Regions from separate parts of the Hordeum vulgare genome. Here region 2 is linked to region 1. A link is a contact called in public Hi-C data. All regions are on one chromosome and are shown on one strand. The core of a region is the stretch at or near the end of the contact, and the rest is flanking DNA. Distances in the headings are between cores, read along the strand shown. Region 1 holds the start of LOC123452573 (SURP and G-patch domain-containing protein 1-like protein). Region 2 holds the start of LOC123398659 (mediator of RNA polymerase II transcription subunit 14-like).

What was found. A called contact is a pair of places that touch in the nucleus more often than the background predicts.
Region 2: a contact with region 1 is called in a Hi-C map of seedling, with 5 times the contacts expected there. The contact joins the promoter of LOC123398659 here to the promoter of LOC123452573 in region 1. A contact is called at or near these places in 3 of 6 Hi-C or Micro-C datasets (leaf and seedling).

Annotation. Positions count from the first base shown.
Region 1 is chr5H:374,074,497-374,081,694 of MorexV3_pseudomolecules_assembly, reverse strand. LOC123452573 (SURP and G-patch domain-containing protein 1-like protein) reads right to left here and starts at 4,488. Exons shown (of 9, transcript XM_045129248.1): 1 at 4,378-4,488; 2 at 3,644-4,049; 3 at 2,844-2,970; 4 at 2,620-2,726; 5 at 2,390-2,533; 6 at 1,860-1,997; 7 at 1,595-1,774; 8 at 1,107-1,285; 9 at 613-1,026. The coding sequence starts at 4,037. The coding sequence ends at 1,000. LOC123452575 (meiotic nuclear division protein 1 homolog) reads left to right here and starts at 4,649. Exons shown (of 10, transcript XM_045129252.1): 1 at 4,649-4,815; 2 at 5,318-5,398; 3 at 5,951-6,067; 4 at 6,643-6,681; 5 at 6,961-7,068; 6 at 7,141-7,198. The coding sequence starts at 4,813.
Region 2 is chr5H:374,422,585-374,429,782 of MorexV3_pseudomolecules_assembly, reverse strand. It overlaps LOC123398659 (mediator of RNA polymerase II transcription subunit 14-like), which reads left to right and starts at 3,483. Exons shown (of 8, transcript XM_045093111.1): 1 at 3,483-3,951; 2 at 4,796-5,869; 3 at 7,186-7,198. The coding sequence starts at 3,709.

The sequences.
Region 1 (7,198 bases), core at 3,239-5,738:
TCCGCACGCAACAACCTTTAATCAAGCAAAGGGAGAAAGACGACCAAGTTAACTGGACAAGGCAGAAAGAATGCCAACCTGTTCACTTTTGGGCTTTGGTAATGAGCTTCCATCTATTTCTTCAATTATTTTCAACTTTTATCCACATTGTTTAAAAGTTCCTTGCTCACTGGCCTCGATTCTCAAAAGTTCAAGATTACATTTTTTTTCTAGTAAAGCAGATTTTATCGAGAACAAAAGAAAAGAGCATTGGACACTTGGCTTGTTACAGAATACTCCGTCTGTGTCTAAATACTTGTAGTTAGGGCCCAACTACAGGTATTTATGTATAGAGGGAGTATGAAATAGCCAACCGTCCATATCAGTATAGGCTAGTTAAGTTAACTCTATAAATAAAGTTGATTAAAATAACAACCTCTACATCACTCCTGCAGATGACTTGGCTCGTGAGTAAATATTGCGAGACGGTCTATTCACATACTAGAAATACAACAAATCGCACATTCAGGGTCCGGATTTTCAGTTCCTTTAGTATTGCATATGTAACAATTAGCTTTAAAAAAAACTGTCAACAGCAACTACAACCAAACACACACTTTGCAATGGCCAAAATAAGAAACAGTAGTCAACTGAAGGAAGTCGCAGCAGAAGTTGCATAATCACAAAGTCACATTGTCCACCAACAGAGGCAGAAATACATCACGGTTCAAAACATCAACTTTGGCATAAAACACCACCATAGAACACACTCATAGTACTTAACGCGACAAAAACAAACACTAAAACGGCAAAGCTACTGCATAACCCCAGGAAGCCCCATGGCTGTGGCGTTCCAAGTTACTTGCTGAATAAATCAACTTCTGGGCTTCTCTGCTGATGAACAAAGCTTTCAATACTGTTAGTCATTTCCCAAAGCAGCAGTTAGTTCTGTGAGCAAAAGATTGCAGCAAAATTGGTTTTCTTACGTCTCCCCCTCCCCTTGGCTGACCTCCCCTTGTATCAATAGTATTGTTTCCTTGGGTTGTTCTGCAGGAAATAGCATAACTGATGAGACAAACGTATATAACAGATCATCCATTAAAGCGGGTCATGGCCGGGCAGCATACCAGTGGGTTTGGCCTATGGCGGTAGCCTAGCATCATTCGCTTCTTGTATTGCTCGTAGATGTCATCTTCAGATGACACCTCACCAGGTTGGATAGCACCAACACCAAGGTGATCCTGCTTCACATCTCCAGCCATAATGGGATCTGCACGGCCACTTCTCTCACTGCCAAGACCCTCACCTGCAGAATAAACTACATTTAGCACCTACAACTGAATTCAGTATAATATCACAAGACTAATTAATTAGGTCACTGAGGGAAACGTTCAACAGGGGGAAGGCTAGCGGGAATTCTATATACAACATGTTGACCTGAACTTAACAATTCACCAGCCAACCAAATAGATTATTACGGATATGGGGTTCATTGTGTCATTTGGATTTCTTACTGGTTAAAAGACAATCCAACAGGCCAAGTAAGATCAGAAAGACAAACAAGTTTTTACTAGAACTGGAACTTTGGTATTTACTATTCAATTCGAGGACTAACCTTCCCTCCAGCCCATCTTAGACAGAAGCTTGTGCCCAATATTGTCGGCCTGAATCTTAGCCTTCTCCGCAGCTTCTTTGGTAGCCTTTTGTGCTGCAGCATCGTTACAGCGTGCCATGAACTTCTCAAGTTCTTCTTGAGGAATGAAGTCCCCCATGTGGTGTCCCTTGTTAGGAGGACCTGGAAAGAAAGAAAAGATGAATAATTAATATCAAGTCTCTACAGCCTTCAAACACAGCGATTAACAATAAATGTGAAAATGTACCCTGAACAAGACATGGAGGTGGTGGCATTTCGTCTTTTGACTGCCTTGGTGGTCTCTTCCGTTCTTCCTGCGCAGCTTTCTTCATGTAGAATTCCATCAATGCTACTGGATCTGAGGGTGCAGACATGCTCTGACCACCTGCAATAATATGAGACAGCATCAACCAACTAAAATTTATAAAAACAGAAACAAGGACCAATCTGCTAGATAAAGACGTTTCATATTCTGGAGAAAACTATAATGTAGCATGATGACAGGATTAGGGTTCAGTTGCTCACACAAAATGCACATCATAATATATCTATTCAATGGATTAGGCCACACAATTACTACAGAGGATGCCAAAAAACTAAGAAGAAAAGTCAGATGACAATTAACTGGCGGAGCAGGGTTACGAACTCAAGAAAACATTGCGTAACATGCGTACCCAAGCTTGGAACAGTGTGGAAGCAATCAAACCAGAGTAGCAGACAAGTTTAAGAAACTTCATAATTAAAAAATGATCCAAAAAGACGCCACGAGTAACTTACCATGGCTAGATGAGCTTCCCTGGGAAGAACTACCTTCATATGCACCATATAAAGCAGAAGCAGGTGTCTGATAGTTAGATCTTTGTTCAAATGAGCTTCTTTGCGGACCAGTATGTGCTATGGAGCTTGCAGTGCTCGAATTAACTGCATTTTAGCAAGAACATATGCCATGAGAACTTGCATAGGTGATAATTGATACCAAAAGTAATGGTGTTGTGTGACACACGAACCAATTTTTGAAGCATGAGCATCCTTTGTCTGAGCATGAACCTTTTCCTCTTCAGCAAGCCGATTCTCATAATATTTGTAGTCTGAACAGTTCTTATCAAATAGAAACCTGCAAATAACCAGAGTTCAAGAATTTACCATTGCAACAGTTAATGATACAATTTTGATCTCCAAATTTAATGTAAGCATTTTTTTGCATTGATCAGCAATGCTATTGCCGTCATACTTGAATGGTGAATCTCCAGGATTCTTCTGCCGTGTGATATCCTCAAACTGCCTCCCATTTTTGGCAACGAAGCTTGCTAATTTGTCAGCAACCTGCCTCACTGTCATATCATTTGGTGGTGCTGAGGCTGCATGTCACTTAAGAACTCATTAATATCAAGTGCATGAACAAGGGAATGCAAATTACTGCAGCAGCAGTAACGCCACATTTCCAACCCTTTCAATCAACATCCTTCCCAGCCATGTCGATATAGTAATCTATAAGCTGCAGCCATAAGAAAAACCAAAACCTTCACAACTTTTGGCTGCAGTTGGAACATATTACAAATGCTGAGAACTGATGTCCATATTTGACAAGCTACTAATGTATGCGTGCCGGGGCAAAAGCAGAGTTTCACTGGTGTTGTGCAATGTCAATTCATTTTATCAGTTAAGTTGACAGGTATGCTTTAAATACTATGATGATTAAAATATCAGATAAGCAGTGTGTCTCTGCATTTATAGCAACTATCAGGTCAAGAGACAAGGAACAACTGTTTTTTGCACCAACATGTTTAGCTCAGAATAAGTTCATCACATATGAGGCAATCTTGATCAAAATTATCATCCAAGTCCCAGGGCACATGTGCATAGAAGATACAACATCTCTAATGTTAAAAAATATTTGTCAAAATTCAAAGCCCTTATAGCATATCTATTTGTAGACTACAGAGCTACTACCCAGGGTAAGGGCACATGATCTCAGAGAGTATTCATTAGAAAGAAATACAGTAATAGCAGCAAATGAAACAAAATGATTACCAACAACCCTAGCTGGGGCAGCAGCTGAGGGAGCATCAATGGACTTGTGCCGCTTCGCATGATCCCCCCTCTCCACACCGGCAACATCATCATCATCGTCCTCCTCAGCTCCAAACTTGACAGGCATAATAGGGATCTTGTTCTTCTTCAGGCTAAAGGCCAGCTTCCCGCCCGACAAGACCGAGCCGGCCTTCTTGACCTCGAGCGGCCTCTTGTTTGCCGCAATGACAAGAGGCGTCTTGGGGTTGACAGGCTTGGCCGGCGCAGAGGAGACAGCGCCAGCACCAGCGGCGGCGGTGGGGGCGACGGGCTTCTCCTTGTCCTGCATCTCCTGCTGCATCTGCTTGAATCTCTCCATGAAGGAGCCGTCGTTGGCGAAGAGGCCCTTATCCATGGCTACACAATCCTTTTAAGCTCCAATCAAGACACCGCCATGGTGGTCACACAAAAGCTAACAACAGGTCTACGGAACATATAATCCACCGAAACAATAAACCCTAGACGCACGCGATCATCCATATTTATTTACTTCCGGAAGGAGGGGGATCTAGCCTCCCCCTCAGAAAAGTTCCTCCAAAACTCCAACAAATTTAACTCTACAGGCAAGCAACGACCGACCCGATTTAGGCGAAACTTGGCGTGCAAAAAATGGGGTGAAATTCATCGATGGGGATGCCATGCCTCGAATCGCTGGATCGGATGGGGCGGGAGGGCGGATGGGGCGGGAGAGTTACCTGATCGAGGGGCACCGCACGGGTAAACCAAACCCTAGAAAGGAATTTGGTGCGATGGGTGGGGATGGGGTGGGGAATCGGGGAGGAGAGAGAGAATATGGCGATGGAATGATGCCGACTCGACTTCGCGTGGGAGAGCCAGAGACAGGCTGGGTTCCGGGACCGTGCCTCGGGCCTGCGTCGGCGCAGCCCAGGCCCAGTTTGTAGGCAGGCCCGAGGTCCAAAACGCTCCCTCGTCTAGATTCTAGAAACCCCTCAAAAAAATAATCTTGATTCTAGAAGCAAACCGAAACCGACCGGCATTCCCCCACTCGCTCTCGCGTCGCGTCTCTCGGCGGGCGTTTACTCTCTCCGGCGACCCCGACCTCCCGTCTCCGGCGACGGCTGCCGCCCCGCCTCCCTCTCAACCGGCTCGGCGGTGCTCTATAGCCTGCCATGGTGAGTTCCTTTCCCCCCCTCCCCCTTCCTTCAGCCTTGCGCACCACTCGCCGCCGAATTTGGTCGGGGCAACCGCTTGGCCCGTGGATCGGCTGAACTGGAAGTGAAGCCCCCTCTTGCACGCGAGGTAGTTGGGTTGTACATTGAGAAGTATTAGATTGGAGAAGCCGGTGCATTTCGGACTGTGAATCTTCCTTCCGGCGCTAGGTTTTCCATTATCACGCTGCCGGCCATCATATTTAAGGTGCATTGCAGTTTACAGCCATATAATTCAGTTTGGCGTAGCATATGTGCTGCCTCGGTAAATCTCAGGCTGCCAGTTGCTTGCGGGTCACTGTGTATGCTGGTGGGTGCAGTTGGGGTTTACAATGCCATGGGGCTGTGTTGGTGCTACATTCCCCACGAAAAATTCGGAATTGCACCGACCATTTGTCGTATCTATAAGCATCTGTATATACTGTAATGTGTAACTGTAGCTGATTATTTTCCATATCGTGCTTAGTCGAAGAAGAGGGGCCTTTCCTTGGAGGAGAAGCGGGAGCAAATGCTTCAAATATTTTACGAGAGTCAAGACTTCTATCTGGTAAGATCTTCGGTGGAGATTTTGTTATACTGTTCTACCTCAGTGTTGCAAGAGTAGCTGCTTGCAGTGACTACTTTTTGTTCGGAAGCAACATACTCATGGGTTCTTCTCTTTCTGTTGCCAATGTGGAAGTTTGTGCTTGAAGATGTACTGATAGGTCTTCTATGTAGTTTAATTATACTTTGGAATGTTGGTGATTGAGGCAAGCTAGTGATATGCCAGATGCCACGCTAATTTCTGCAGTTAATTCCCGTTTTCGCGCGCTGTATTGATTTTAAACTATCAAATTGTCACCTCCATCTTACATTGCTCTTCACCATTAGTACCTGAACCTACAACTGTATGTATATTAGTGCCACCAGTATGTATATACTATATACAACTGTATACCAATATTGTTGTGCTTTGATGAACTTCTGTTTTCAGTGTGCCGCTTTAGTGTTTTTTGCCTTACAAACAATCATTAATATGCACATAGTTATTGTTTCTCCGTGTAGACTGTTCAATATGTTTTGCTGTTCCATAAATCTCTCACTCTCTTTGCTCGTTCAGCTTAAAGAGCTTGAGAAGATGGGTCCTAAAAAAGGAGTGATCAGCCAGTCTGTTAAGGATGTTGTGCAAAGCCTGGTGGATGATGATCTTGTCCTGAGAGACAAAATAGGGACTTCTGTAAGTTCTTCTGCTTATATGTTTGTGTACCATGGATGGGAGGAGGATAATTGCCTTCACACATCCTGGTCATTTAGGGGCTGTTTGGTTTGGAGCCTTGAGCTGCCCTGCCAAAAAATCGGTCGTTGACCAGGCGTCAGGTGGCTGTTTGGATCGCCTCCAAAATATTGGTGCGCCAGCCCGCCCCAGTCCCATCCTGCTACTCTTGCGCCAAATCACTGGTGTCCGAATCCCTTGCCAATTTTTTGGCGTGCCAACAGCGCCCAGGATTTGGCAGGGCGAGCGTAGGAACGAACCAAACAGCCCCTTAGCCATTTTCATATATGGCATGCATTATTTTCATATATGGCGTGCATTAAGTTGATCTATCTTCAATTCACGAAAGGTTTATCGTATTCTTCAATGATTTGGTTAAGATAATACATTCTTCAGGATATTGTGCATCAGTTGAACATACTGTGACTTCGCATGCTGTGTGCATCACAAAGAGAGGGCATACCAATTGTTTGTTTAACTTACATTATCATCCATGTACCTCTAGTTTCTAGTTTCTAAACTTATTAGTTTCCTTGCAGGTGTACTTTTGGAGTCTTCCCAGTTGTGCCGGAAATCAGGTACTGCTGTGATAAATTGAACTCTGCTCTTCTTTCATTGCATAGTTATTATTAAACTTTGACCTTGCATGTATGGTTCAACTTTCACGACAACCGACAACACATGTTGATACCGAAATCCATTTCATGTAACTTCTTAAGAGCGACTTATAACAGTGCATCAGAGTAGACATATCTCAATAAATCAGCACTCTTTCTAGTGCACTTCCGTATCCTTGTTGACCTTAGATCTTAGATTAGAGATTTAGGCTAATCCTCTTCTTTGATTTTTTTTTTTAGCTGAGGACTACCTACAACAAGCTGGAGTCTGATCTTTCAAACTCTAAAAAACGTTACATGGAGCTTCTTGAGCAGAGAGACGACTTGAAAAGAGGCAGGGAAGACACTGTAAGTTGTTCTCCATTTCCCCTATTGAGCTCTGCAAGAAGGATGTAGATCAACTCATGTACATTCCTCTAGGATGAGAGAGAAGACGCTTTGGAGGAGCTGAAGGCTGTAGAGCTACGCCATAAGAAGT
Region 2 (7,198 bases), core at 2,234-4,733, 350 kb before region 1:
AATTTCAGAAGAAAAGAACGACCTCATCATAACCTACGTAGGAAAAGAAGGGAACTGCTGGAACACAAACCATAAACCTTGTCGAACAGATATACAAAGCACAAAGCATCAGCCTTGAACCATTCAAACATCAAGTTGTTACGTTATTGCTGAAAGGAGCATACGAGCAAGATAACAACAAAGGAAAACTTATTCCTCTTGCCTTGAGCGACCCCATTCTTGGCCAAATGTCCACCGTTCGACGAGGAACCGTCGTTCTTGAAAATAAATGCTTCATACTCCCACACCATGTTCAGAAAAATGGGATAAGCTAAGAAGAACAGAGCAGTTCATGTTAAACAAACAACTATGAAGATATTTGGCCACTGTCCTATAGCGCTTGTGTGCATCACACCAAATTTGTTTGACTATGCGATCCAAACGGGAGGATTTTCCTTCAAAAACTCTGTTGTATCGTTCCTTCCAAATCGTCCAAACGACCAAGACAACGATAGTGTTCATCATCTTCATCTAATTACGGAGATTATATAGTTCCACCACAAATCGTCTATGATCAAAACTATCTGATAATATTCAAAGATATTGGTTCACATCAAAAGAAAGGTAGTCACAGTAATAGCTGGATGCACACAAGTAGGGACCTTGAATATGAATATCAAGGAAAATACGTGATAATTAAACCTAGCGGCTGAACCAGAATTTGTTGGACAAAATAAATCTCTTGAAACCAATAAACATTTTACACTATTTTTTTTTCATATATGTCAATAATTAGTGTAGCAAAGTTGATAACTTGGATTACAGAGATGACACAAAGAAGGTACCATATCTATTTGACGTTCCATAGTAATAAGTAATAACTATCTTCATATTGCAAATACAATAATGAGAACATGAGCATCAGCTCAAAGAAAGCTTACATCAGTCTCATCTGGGATGTACTCCTACTAAGCAACAACCTTGCCCTAAAGAGAGACCTGGATGCTATCGACCCGCTTCAATACTGGCACCACCGTCTCTATCGAGATGGAACATGAGCGGGACAAGATGCCCAAACATTGAACACGAACCTTGACAAACAAGAGAAGCGTCAGGGTCACCGTTGACCGCGTGGAGAAGCAGCTCTTTGAGATGAATTTTTCCATTCCTCTTAAAGAATTGGACAAAACAAGATCATAAAATTACCAGGACATCAAAAAGGCATGTACATGTTACACATTAGCACCTGCATTGTTAGAATACAGGTCCGTGACACATGAAAGAAAGGTTAAATAAATACTATTAAACTGAGGGATTGCATTCCTTCGACCAATATGCATGCTTCTTCTTCAGTTTGACTGTCAATGAAGAAAACTGCATGCACATATGGATTCAACATCATACCAAATCGAAGGAACCAAGTAATACTCTGCATCAAGTATTGCTATTCTGTGATGCCCTACTTCATATTTTTGCAACCACCTAGGCTTTGACGTCTCCGTGTTGTTCCACCAAGAACTGTTATACCATGATTGTCCAGTCACCCTTTTTGAACAGGGTGATCATAGGATCCCACTCAGGTGCGAGCTATGCGGTGTGACAGGGGCGGCGACCATGCTGTACTACCCCAGCGTTAACACGATGACATCGCAACAACCACGCTCCTTGCGAGAGCTTGCAAGTTGGAGAAGCGGTGTGAGAGTTGTGGCGCCCTAGGTCGAGCCCACAGACGACCCCAACGATATTTCATCGAGGTATCCTGGGGGCATGCTTGGACGGCTGCGCCGGCGCGTCCCCTCGCCCCCGTAGTTGCCGGAGAGAGAGATAGAGAGAGAGAGAGGACGCTCTCGAGGTAGGACATTGAAAGAGGAGATCTGTGTGGACGAAGAGGGGTTGGTTCAGGATTTGGGAGAGAAAGGCCTGGGGAGATCGGCATGTGGGGTGTGGGATGGAGAAGGTGGAGAACGTGTTTTTTTCCCTAGCTTTTGTTTGGTCTGGAATGTGTGATTTTTTTCAACAGAGGGATCATGCGAGGTGATTTTTTTCACGCGAAGGATCGTGCGAGGATGAGGATGGTTATGGTAGGTGGACAGGGGAAGATCGAACCATCACGACGAGAGCAGAGGCAAAATTAACAAATTTGACCTAGAAGCCAAAGGTTTTCACAAACTGAACTACGTTTGAAAATATTTCACCGAGCTGACCCTTTTGTGTGACGCCCGACACTTAGGCGTCACACTATACTTAGTGTGACGCCTAAGCCGTAGGCGCCACACCCGCGTGCATGCTGGCGTATGGCCTCACCGCAACCCCGGCAGTGTGACGCCTAAGCCACAGGCGTCACACTGCCACTTAAATCTGTGGCCATTCTCGTCACCGTCGACAGCGTGCACCGGGTGCTCGGCATCCCGAACCGCGGCCGTGACATCGTGTACGGGCTGGAATCGCCTCCGTGCTGGACAAGCACGACGTCGACAGTCCGCCCTCCATGGCGAGCTTGGAGAAGTCCATCAAGCTGATGAAGTCAGTGGACGAGCACTTCCTTCGAACTTTCATAGTGCTCGTGCTCTCGTGGTCAGCATTCGTTGTGGAGCAGCTCGAGAAGGGCGTTTCTTCCCTTAGCGAGAAGAACAGCACAGGGGACTGCCTTTTCTATCTCGTGGTCAGCATTCTGCACCATGATTCATGAGAGAAAACAATATGAATGATTGCTACAATTTGTTTTTATTTATCTGCAAAACTAAACTTAGTTCAACACATTTTATTCTATTTTGTAAAATACAGATTCTTTACCTAGACTCGCTCGATGTCCGTGACATGGAAATACCTGACAGCACGCCGGGAGTATGTGCGTGAGACAGGAAGCTGATGGATAAAGTCATCGAGATGGACATGAAGAACAATGGTTCTTTCAGAAAATGCTTTGTGAGTTCTTTTCCTAAATTTTTTCCTCTGTAATAGCAAATCTTTTTTGTAACTGTTATGATCATCCTCTGCATCTTTCTCATATGTTACATGCAATTGAAAAGGGAAGCACCTCGTCAGATCAATTCCAGGGGCGCATCGAGTTCAAGTGCGTCTGTCTCTGTCCTGCTTAGAGACGTCTCGGCAATAACCAGTACGCGGCGATAAATTTAAGTGGCAGTGTGACGCCTGCGGCTTAGGCGTCACACTGCCGGGAGATGCGGTGCGGTCGAACGCCAGCATGGACAGGGGTGTGACGCCTACGGCTTAGACGTCACACAGTATAGTGTGACGCCTAAGCGTCGGGCGTCACACAAAAGGGTCAGCTGAGCGAAAAAATTTCAGACGAAGTTCAGTTTGCGATTTTTTTGTGTTCAGGGGTCAAATTTGTCGATTTTGCCTCCAACTCTGTCTGCCCGTTCTGTGCGGCGTCATAGGACGGTTTGCGTCCTGAGCGTTGTCTTTCATCTAACCGTCGGTACCTCGATCGACGGCCGCTATATACGCGCAGCCTCGCTGGCCCATCGTGATCTTGTCAGACTAGGCGTGGTCGCACGCTCTGTTCGGGCCCGACCCAGCGCTGAAGCGAAAAGCTTCGATCCCACGCCACACGGGCCGCCGCCGCCGATTTGTCGCCGGCGGTATTGCCCGGCCACCTACCCCGAAGCGCACCGCCTCATCGCTGTCCCGCAGAGGTGGCCTCGCTTTCCTCCCAAAACCGTTGTCGCGGGAGCTTAAGCTGAGGCGGAAACCCTAGCCGCGTCGATGGCGGGGGAGCTGGGGCAGCAGACGGTGGAGCTGGGGTCCGTGGTGCGGCGGGCGGCGGAGGAGTCCTACCTGGCGCTGCGGGAGCTTGTTGAGAAGTCGCAGGCCGAGTCTGACTGGAAGGGCGCCTATGGTGGGCGGCAGCGGTCGGACTCCGAGAAGAAGATTGACCTGCTCAAATTCATCGCCCGCACCCGCCAGCGCATGCTCCGCCTCCATGTGCTCGCCAAGTGGTGTCAGCAGGTCGGTGTTGATTGTGATAAGGCCGTTTTCTGCTTGCCCTAGACAATAGTCTTATTGCCACATTAGTGTAGTGAAATGCGGTGAATTAAATAGGTAAACTTCTGAATTTAGGTGTCGTTTGGTTGGTATCCTCACATTGCTATCATAATAGTTGAGGCAAATTGGCACTTCATTTGGTCGGCTATTTCTCCTTGCTTTACTCGTCCAGCAATCTGAGTCTATTCTGTGAAAATAGGTTCGTTGGATTCAAGTTCAAATAGGAGCAAGTCCATTTACCCCTCCCCCTTAAACATCCATAGATATTCAGTTGGGAGATGACCTTTTAGATATGCATTACGTTATTGAAATGTGCTTCATTCTCAAATTTTATTTTTTTGGGGTTGGGGTTGTGTTTCTATTGGACAGCAAATCAAAATGTAACTGCTGGTATACATATTAAACGCTAGCCCCTAGTTTAGAATCTCCATGTAGTCAAGTTCAAATTCAGTCTTTGCTATGAAAGGGAGAAATAGAAATTACTTATAGACAATAGATTATAACTGAATAGTCAAAATAAAAGCTCATGTAGACTATTCCGAACAAACTTCTGTTTTTGCTGTGCCTTTGCACAATTGACTTTGAACATGAAATCATTAAGTTTGATTGAACAGCCCATACATTCCATCCAGAAATCATCTGCAGTTTTTTTATCAATATCATCCTAAACCAAAGTGGGGTTTTCATCATTCTACCTATTGGTTGGTACTAGACCATGAAATCCTTGTCTTGGAAACTTTGTGTTGCACTTCTTTTTTTCTTTACTTCCAATTTCTGTATTTAAGATGGTTACTTCTAATCTATGCAGGTTCCTTTGGTTCAGTACTGTCAGCAACTTGGATCGACCCTTTCTAGCCATGAAACATGCTTCACCCAAACAGCTGACTCACTGTTCTTCATGCATGAGGGGTTGCAGCAAGCACGAGCTCCTACATTTGATGTTCCTTCTGCTTTAGAGGTTATGCTTACAGGCAGTTATCAGAGGTTACCAAGATGTATAGAAGATATAGGGAGCCAAAATAAACTTTCTCCAGATGAAGAAAAGCATGCTTTGCAGAAGCTGGACACCAGTGTGCGCTACAAAGTACTTGTGACTCCAAGACCCAAAGAAGTATCTAACATTTCAGTAACTGACGGGATAGCTGTTTTTCGTGTGGATGGAGAATTTAAAGTTCTTCTTACATTAGGTTACCGTGGTAACCTAGATTTATGGAGGATACTGCACATGGAGTTGCTTGTTGGTGAGAAGAATGGCCCTATTAAGCTGGGAGAAATCAGGAGATTTGCTCTTGGTGATGATATAGAAAGAAGAATGGCAGTTTCTGAGAATCCCTTTTCTGTGCTGTATGCTATACTTCACGAGTTAAGCATTTCACTTGCTATGGACACTATCATTAGGCAGGCTAATGTTCTTCGACACGGAAGGTGGAAGGAAGCAATAAGTTCTGAACGTATCTCAGACAGCACCATAGGTCAAACTGGAAATGCTGCTGTAATGCAGCTTGGTCAAGACGGGGAGTTTGATTCAAGTGGTTTTAGGTTGCCTGTGTTGAAATTGAATTACTGGTTGGATGGAAAAAACAGTGGCCCAGCAGAATCTGATTTTTCCCCATTTATCAAAATTGAGGCAGGGCAAGACATGCAGATAAAATGCCAGCATAGCTCATTTATACTTGATCCTTTGACAGATAAAGAAGCTAGGCTTTCTCTTGATCTGTGCTGCATTGATGTTGAGAAACTCATTTTAAAAGCAATTGCTTGCAATAGGCACACACGTCTTCTCGACATTCAGAGACAATTGTGCAAAAATGTGCAAATTTCCCAGTCACCCAAAGATGTCATCCTGAAGCGGGATGTTGGTGCAGCAAAGGCACCACATAAGGTAATGATACAAACCATTATGTTTATGTACCTTTGTGTTTTCTATGACACATGATGTACTATACTGAATGTTATTATGTTGTACCACCACCACAACAACAAACAACAATTTTTTTCAATGGCAAACAAGTTCAGGTAGGCTGAGTTGAAACCCATAAGATCTCAAAACCTAGTCATGGTTCTGCCATGTGGATAGTTAATTTCCACACACACCTGTCCGTAGTTAGTTCGTTGGTGATGTTCCAGTCCTTCAGGTCTCTCTCTTTATGGACTACTCCCTCAAAACCTGTGTTAGATGTACCCACGTGACCATTGAGATCTCCGATGAAGAGCTCCTCCCCAATAGGTACACTCCTAACCAAGTCTTCCAGGCCTTCCCAGAACTCATGATTTGGTGTTCTCATTGTGCCCTACTTGCGGGGCATACGCGCTGATAACATTGAGGAGTCCCCAGCAACCAGCTTGACTACGATAATCCCCCCCCCCCCCCGCCCGCGCGCCTCTTGACGTCTACCACTCCATACTTGAGACTCTTGTAGATCAAGATGTCCACCCCCACCCCATTTTTGTTTGCAGTTGCCCCGTGTACCACAGCTTGAAGCCGGTATCCTCCACCTCCTTCGCCTTCTGTCCCTTCCATTTGGTTTCTTGGAATAGGATATCAAGTATCAACACCTCTCCTCACCGCTGTATCAACTAACTCCCGTAACTTACCTGTCAGGGACCCTATGTTCCAGCTACGTAAGTGGATCCTACTTGGCTCGGCTAGCTTCCTTACTCTTCGCACTTGTCGAGTCAAATGCAGAAACCCTTGCTCACTTTTCACTACACCCAGGCGTCGATGTAGCACGCCACTAAGGATGCGACGACCTGATCCTTGCTCACTTATCACCATATCAGATCAAGATACCGCGTGCCACCGTGGGGTGATGGCCCAGCCCATGCCCATTTAAGACCACACCCGGGTTTCCTTGTACCATTTGTGAAAAATAGAGCTTCCCTAAACTTGGGTAGCATAATCCCATAATTAAACAATATTATCTAGATTGTTAGTTTTTCGTACCATCGGTGGAAATGCGTTATGGTTTCCATGTTGCTTGTTTGAAACTTTTAGACATGGTCATTTTTCATTGTTGTTGAAAGTCATACCCTTTTGGTTGCACTATGCGGTATGTGCCAATATGTTACCTTGTGGCTATTGTCTTGACTCTTCAGATCTTGAAGCTAAACATTCCTTTATTCCAAAGCTTCACTTACTATAAAAATATATTGGTTCTTTGCTGACATTTATAGTGCCTGATATGCTGATAAGTGCAGAAGACAGAGAAAG